2 separate regions of the Rattus norvegicus genome follow, and region 2 is linked to region 1. A link is a contact called in public Hi-C data. All regions are on one chromosome and are shown on one strand. Each heading gives the region's core, a stretch centred on a gene start, on an enhancer-like site or on the middle of the called end of the contact. The rest is flanking DNA. Distances are from core to core; before and after follow the strand shown.

Region 1 (3,768 bases), core at 788-3,287:
TTTGCCTTCTGCACGACTCTCCAGTGTTCTACCACCCCAGGGCCTGGAGAGACCACTTGGGTAGAGATGACTGCACTATACATTTCCTCAGGCAGGAGGCTGAGGCAGGGATGGAGGGGGTGTGGGCATTGGGGGAGGACGTGGGGGGGATCCAGGCCTTGAGCTCTCCACCCATACTCAACTGCAGCTGGTGTTTTCTGAAACTTGACCTTGGGTTTGTTCCTGCAGCCTTTTCCTCCACTCAGCTCCATGTTGTAACGTATCATCTCTCTTAAGCCACTAAGTAACAAGCAGCCAAAACCAAGTACCCAGAAACCACTACCTGGCTCTTTGGTCAAGGGCTAAAGCTGCAGTAACCACGGAAAAGGACAACAGTCGGCCCGTGACACAAATGGTGGGCTGAGCCCTCCTAGATCTGTAGGAAAAACTATGAGGCTCTGGGCCGTGTGGACCCTAGAGTCAGGCTGTGAGGACCTCCTAACAATCTTGATTCTTCCAACCCATGACAACAAAAATAAAAGCAAAAACAACATTAATAACAAGGGATAAGACTAACCACAAACAAAATGACCAAAAATAAGTCCAACTAGACCACCAACCATGGAAAAAACAATAACAACAAATAAAATAAGCCCCGAACCCGATCATATTATTTTTTACAGCTAGGACAGATGGGAAACTAGACACATTCATCACCAGCAGAACGATGCAATCTGCAAATCAAGAGTGTGAGATGCTCTACGAAAGTGAGTTTTCGCAAGCGGGACATGTGAGTGTGTCATGCGGGATGTGACACGTAAGTCCTCTGTGAGTGAAGAACGCATGTTTAACACATGATGAAATGGGAACATGCAGTGTTTAAGGATGCCATTATAGTTTTCTTTAAAAATCGACTTTGAAGGTACATATCAAAATACATATAAAATGACTGGGTGGCAGCAATCTGATAGAGGGGTACAGCATATAGATGAACTCGAACTAATACTGTTGAATCTGGTTTACTCCCATGTTTCTACAATTTTTTTTTTATTAAAGAGTCAAGAGAAAGCACAACTGTATCTGTGTGATTCAGTTGGTTCCTTGTTCAATTAGAGCATTAAAAGTATGTTTATAAGAATACCAGAAATCGGTCAGGTGTGGTGGTGCACACACTCAATCCGGGGGAGGCAGAGGTAGGTGGATCTCTGAGTTCAAGGTCCTCCTGACTACCAAGGCTTACAAGGTGAGACCTGGTCCCTCCCAAAAAAACAAAAACAAACAAACAAACAAACAAAAAACAGTAACAGAAGCTGATTATTTCATATACCTTTATATACAACAATGGCTTTAAAAATGTCTTATCTTGGGCTGGGGATTTAGCTCAGTGGTAGAGCGCTTACAGAGGAAGCGCAAGGCCCTGGGTTCGGTCCCCAGCTCCGAAAAAAAAGAACCAAAAAAAAAAAAAGTCTTATCTTTTTTAATTATAACACACACACACACACACACACACGCGCGCGCGCGCGCGCGCGCGCGCAGGATCTGCTTCAAAACAGTCCAAAGGATTAGGAAGGGGAGCAGACATAAGCTGATAACAGCCGAAAGCAGATGGCGGATGCTGGGGATTCTTTACAGCATTGTCTACTTTCCTGTTTTACACTTTCTCGTGTAAAGTGCTAAACTGCTTTTAGAAAGCAGCCTCTGGTGTTGCAAATCAGAATTTCGGGTGTCTCTGAAGAAAGCCAGGAAAGACAACCCAGTCTCCAGAGCGGGAAGGATGCTCCAGCCTCCTATGCAGGTGTGCTCACTTTGTGATAATTCACTGCATAGGATCTGCCTTTCTGAATGCACAAGACAATGCAACAAGTAGCTTTCAAGAAAATAGAGGCAGCATTTTAATGCTCAAGGATCCTAGGCACCCCTGAAACAGCCCTCTCCGGGGACGGCGGGCGGAGCCAAGAACGCCACACCCGCAGCGGCGCCAATGAGGGCCACAGGAGCAAATGCCTCATATCGGCCCTCCTCCCTCCTCCAATCAGCGAACCCGACCCGAGCACCTCACAGCACTCCCAGAGCGATATCCAATCACCGCGCTCCACATGAGCGCACGCTCTCCCGCGCCTCAGCACAGACGGAAGGGCGTTTCTCGCAAGGACCACACTGCCATCTACTGCCTGACCTGCGGAAATGCAGGAAAGGAGCACCTGGAGCCCTGCTCAGAATCAGAGCTCAACCCTAGCAAACTCAAGCAGTCATGCTATGCAGAAAAATGTGCATCTATGAACCAGAGGAGGTAGCAGTTACACAATGGGAAAAACGTACAGCCTCCGAAGGCTCCGTTTTCTTCCAGGCAGTCTGAATTCCAAACTTTACTTCACATCAAATATACAGAGAGACATACAGAGGGACCCAGGGACTCATCCATTCCACATATTTCTAGGATGAATGTTTAGGAACTAGGCAGACATCAATCATCCCTAACATAACTATAGACATGGACAGTGGTGACATCCGGACACAAACCCAGTTGCCAGCCTTGGGTGCAGAATCCACATCATGCTACTGCGGGAAGGCACAAGACAAGCTACAGAGTAGGAAAACAGTTCTGACTGGAGGCAGAGGGGCAGCAATGACTGGTAATTTACTCAAGCACTGGTCTCAACACGGAAGAGACAATTGGCTCCCTGTGATATTTATGTGTAACAGATTATCATCGTACTTTTTGGCAAACTTATTCATGTGACCAGGACAAAGCCCTTTAGGTTTGTGCCCATATGTCTAAATGATCTAACTGCACCTAACACAAGACACCAACAGTGGCTGGCCCCATTTCCTCATCTTTCCTCCATACCTAGGGAAATGTTTAACCATAAGCTTTCCCAGAATGCATCACTCCTTTATTTATAGTTCCATAGCACTGTGGATTTATTCACATATGGCACATGAGAACGATCTTTGCTATATAGCTATTTGAAGCCACATTAGAATTATCCGAGTGCATGGCTTCTAAGAGAAGAATAACTGAATTCAGAGGACATCTTAACGTATGCATAGATTATTTTTAACTTTCACGATGACCAGAGAGCTGCTACTTTCTAGATAGAAGATATTGTATAACATGCAATGCTATGACTCCCCACAAAGCCCTGCCTCTGTTGGGAACCGAGCTCTAACCATAGAAAGGAGACCACAGCAAAGCCAGGGAAAACCCCGTGCAGATGAATGGGAATTTGAGCTATTGGGTAAGAATCAATGACATCTAATGCCTAGCTCCTGTTTCTAATACAACTCACGAGCATTCCCAAGGAAGGGCTGAGTCCAGGCTAGGGAAGGGAAGGTACTAAGCCTAGAACACACTGTTAAGCAAGAAGGAAGCAAGTGGTGAGAAAGAGGACATGGAAAATAAACTGGGAAAATATATTGGCCAGGCAGCATGGGACACTAGACTCCAAATAATGACAGCAATGAACCAGTGGGGAAAATCCCAGCAATCAACAACCGTCAACACAAAGTATGACCACAGATACATGAGAAGGAAACAGGAAAGGAAGCGAGGTCTGCGGCCTAAGGGGAACACACTGGTGCCAACTAGTAAATAGGCAGGGCAAGTAGGAGGTGGAGAATCGCCACTCTGCAACCTTTAGGTGTAGACTGACTCAGGCATGGACGGAAAGAAAACCTACGGGAAGACTTGAGATGCAGCAGGACACCATCGTTAAGTTAAAGGTCTCCCTGCCAGTCGAGAACACCCGCCAGTGTTGCAGCTGAGAACTCATGTGACCAGGACATGGA
Region 2 (3,768 bases), core at 395-2,894, 450 kb before region 1:
ATAAAGGCTTTATAAATTCAGTTTTTCCTGATTTCATTGCATTTTTAGTTAATATTTCAGCCTCCCTGGTTGATCAGTTTCCCCCAAAAGCTGACTGACTAGTTCACTGCTAAGTGTGCTTATATCAATTTGTGAAGTCTACTGTTAGATTATTTAAAAAAAGACTATTTGTGGGGTTGGAGAGGTGACCCCATGGTTAAGAGCATGTACTGTTCTTGCAAAGGCTAGAGTTTGGTTCCCAGGACTCATTTCGGACAGTGCACAACCATGGGTAACTGGAGTATCCAGGGCATCTGATTCACTCTTTTGGTCTCTGAGAGCAAGCACCACGTGCACATGGACACGAGAGAGAGAGAGAGAGAGAGAGAGAGAGAGAGAGAGAGAGAGAGAGAGAGAGAGAGGGAGGCAGAGACAGAGACAGACAGAGATAGGCAGAAATAGAGACAAGGAGACATACACATACACAAATAATAATAAAACTAAGAACCAAATGTGTGCTTAAACAAATACCTCTATTTGTTTAGTAATAACTATTGATAGGGTTGTGTAGAAGGATTGTGCCTAAAAAAAAATAATGCCTAGCTTAATAAGAAGAAAGGGATGGAGGAAATTCTGAAAGAATAAAAATTGTCCCTGACTGGCACTGTCACACCCCAAAGCAACCGTTACTCCTTGGGACTTGGCATACAAATTTCCTATGACAAAAATGTATTTTTTGACGCTGTGGGCATGGTCTAGCATTGCCCAGGCTCCCATCCCTAGGAGAGTAAACAAACAACGTAAGCAAAACCATCAGGAGCTGTTTGCAGATTTGACTTCTGACGAGTGACCTTACCAATCCCACAAAAGCAAACGACCCAGGAAGTGTGGCCAACCGGCCAAAGTGAAATATTTACCCTTAAAAAAAAACCCATCTCCCCGGTAAACTTTATCTTGCCCAGTGCAGCTGGAAGAGTAGAAGGCTTCCGACACTTACTATCTGTTACATGGTTAATGAGAGCCAGTTGGAAACAGGACTTGCAGACGGTAAATATTTGCTGTTTCCTCACTGGCTGGCAGCTGGTGAATTGTCTTCTCTGGCTGTCGTTTCCACAGTTCCCGCTGTAGGGCAGCAGCCTCCTGCTCATCCCTCAGCACCACCAGCTCCGCTCTGCTCTGCCTCCCTTTCCTCTCCTAGCAGCCAAGAAGCCTGTTACTGTAATCGGTCTGCATTGGAAGGAAAGACTGTAAAAAAAAAAAAAATCCCGCAAACATTTTAAACAGAGAATCATGTAGTCACAGTGGTACTGATGCTGGCTTGCATCTGGGATCCTTCAATTTCTCTCCATTCCCACCCAAATAAGCTCTTTCTGTGTGGAAAACTCTGTGTGCCCAAGTAATTGCATCCACTACCAGGGTATTGTTAGACATTAAACAAGCAATATCAGGAACATGGCTTCTCAGTGCTGTTGGCAAGGCTGTCTGGGAGGACAGAAGAATCCATTTGCTTTATTCTTTTGCCACCTTCTATGGGTATGTGACACTGAGGGAGTTTACCCAGACACCCGCACGGCTTGGAATCTTCCACATCGTGCGTGATGCTCAGTCACGCCTACCGGTCCCCGGAGATGGTTAAGAGGCGAACCTTATCTCCAAACTGCAGCAGCAACAAATTCATGCTGGCTGTGGCTTGTGTTCATACCCACCCTCTGAGTAAGATAAACCATGGCTGTAAGTTCTTACAGAGAGATCTGGCATTGCGGAAAGCAACACTGACATGAATATCTCGACAAGACACAGGTCTTCAGCGTCTGACCTCCCCACTGTTTGCTCCGTTCTGCCTTAGCAAACTTCTAGGAGAGTCAATTAACTTGTATTTATTTAACATCTGTGACACCTGTCAGTAATGGTGGCTCTCACCGTGTCAATCAAGCACAGACTAACAAGTTTGAAAGGAATGGTCGTGGTCAGGAGCGTAGCACCCTTCTTTGGCTCCAGTGGGCAACCACAGCCATCTGTCTTTGGGCAGAAGCGGCTCATTGGTTCCTGGAGGGTCAGAGGTAGGAGCCGTTTCTCAGTCTGTTCTTGAAATGCCTCAGATGCTCTTTGACTTTTGAACTTCTCTCTTTGATCATTTTCCTCTGCCTTAGTGTAGTGATTTCCAAAATGAAGTTACTCTCCAACTGCAAAGAAGCCCGAGATGTCTTAACTGAGGACTGAGCATTTATGGCCATCCATTCTGGGTTCCAGTCATTTGGGACCTTGCTAAGGTCTCAGCCCTACAGTGGGCACTAAGTTGACATTCTCAGGCACACATTCTTAAGACTTCAAGGCCTCTCTATCTGAACTTATTACTGCTAACCCCATAGGGCAATACTAAAACCTCTACCACAACTTTTTATCAAAATCTGAAGCAAGCTTCCTTGTATATTGTCCAGAACAACAAACACAGACCGGGTAAGCATCGGGGATACCCAGGGAATGGTTACATTAATCTGGTGCTTACGAAGGCAACCCCACAAGGCTGCACACTTCCCACCTTCGTCCAATCGGGGGCAAGCATACACCCTGATGTACTTCCTGCCTATGTTCCGCCCACCTACATTCGACCCAGCACATCCAGTGCAGCGAGGGCAACCAACCTTGTTTACAGAAGTGAACACGTGTGGCTGGTATCTTACGTGAACAACGGCCCCAGAATCTAGGGAGTTCTCTGTCTTTGGGCAAGTGGGACTCACGGGTCTGTCTGTCCTTGGACAAGTGAGCCTTATAGGTTAGACACATTGTTGTTTCATAGATCTCTTAAGCATGGTAATTTAAATTTAAAACTCAACTTTAGCCCTCACACTTACCACAGCACCAGGCTTTCTTGCTGTAGCTTGGGACTCTTTGGTATTCCTCTCCAATGCCCACTCTTAAGCACACGAGCCTCCTCACCATTCCTCTAATGTCATGTGTCTTTTTTTTTTTTTTTTTTGGTTCTTTTTTTCAGAGCTGGGGACCGAACCCAGGGCCTTGCGCTTCCTAGGTAAACGCTCTACCACTGAGCTAAATCCCCAGCCCCCGTCATGTGTCTTCTTATCTCAGAGTCCTGCTGTTTCTTATTCCAGGAATGTCCTCCAATATAACATCCATCAGACAAGGCCATCAATGGTCCAACCCTGATCATTGCAACCTCAGCGTGGTGGTTTGAATGCTTAGCCAGAGGAAAGTGACACTATTAGGAGGTGTGTGGCCTTGCCAGGATAAGTGTGACCTTGTTGGAAGGAATGTGTCACCATATAGGCGTTGAGGTCTCCTAGTGATCAAGCTCTGCCCAGTGTGGAGGAGACCCTCCTCCTGGCTGCCTTTAGATCAAGATGTTGAAGTCTTGGCTTCTCTAGCACCATGCCTGACCAGACGCTGTCATTCTTCCCACCTCGATAGTGGATGGAACCTCTGAAACTGTAAGTCAGCCTCAACTTAATGTTATCCTTTAGAAGAGTTGCCTTAGTCACGGTGTCTCTTCACAGCAATGGAACCCTAAGACACTCAGTATTACGTGATTCATAGTCAGCACTAAAAAACATATGTAACCAGAAATGTTCCTGTCCAAAGGAAGAACAGGGACAAAAATGGGCAGACACCACACCCAACACTGTTGCTGTGGTCAAGAGGTGCTTGCTGACAGGAATCTAGGGTGGCAGTTCCTGGGGAAGTCTGGACAGCAACAGACCAATGCAGATATGGATGTTGGGAGCCAACCATCAGACATAGCTCAGGGAACCTGGAGAGGGAGCTGGCAGAAGG

The links. A called contact is a pair of places that touch in the nucleus more often than the background predicts.
Region 2: a Hi-C map of prefrontal cortex shows a contact between it and region 1, with 7 times the contacts expected there. The contact joins two enhancer-like sites. A contact is called at or near these places in 11 of 12 Hi-C or Micro-C datasets (the A7r5 cell line, the Rat2 cell line, Schwann cells and 7 more) and 1 of 1 datasets of contacts at active chromatin or transcription factors (oligodendrocytes).

The regions. Positions count from the first base shown.
Region 1 is chr2:32,480,625-32,484,392 of GRCr8, reverse strand. All of the region lies in intron 2 of Mrps27 (mitochondrial ribosomal protein S27), which reads right to left. Among named protein-coding and RNA genes, the nearest start is that of Mrps27, 8.3 kb to the right of the region's middle. Within about 2 kb of position 2,037, at least 88 of the 93 cell types and tissues checked have an H3K27ac peak or open chromatin away from gene starts, as enhancers often do. A contact at or near this core is called in hepatocytes and prefrontal cortex, where this site is marked.
Region 2 is chr2:32,933,882-32,937,649 of GRCr8, reverse strand. No RefSeq gene overlaps it. Among named protein-coding and RNA genes, the nearest start is that of Ube2v1-ps20, 46 kb to the left of the region's middle. Within about 2 kb of position 1,644, at least 37 of the 93 cell types and tissues checked have an H3K27ac peak or open chromatin away from gene starts, as enhancers often do. A contact at or near this core is called in hepatocytes and prefrontal cortex, where this site is marked.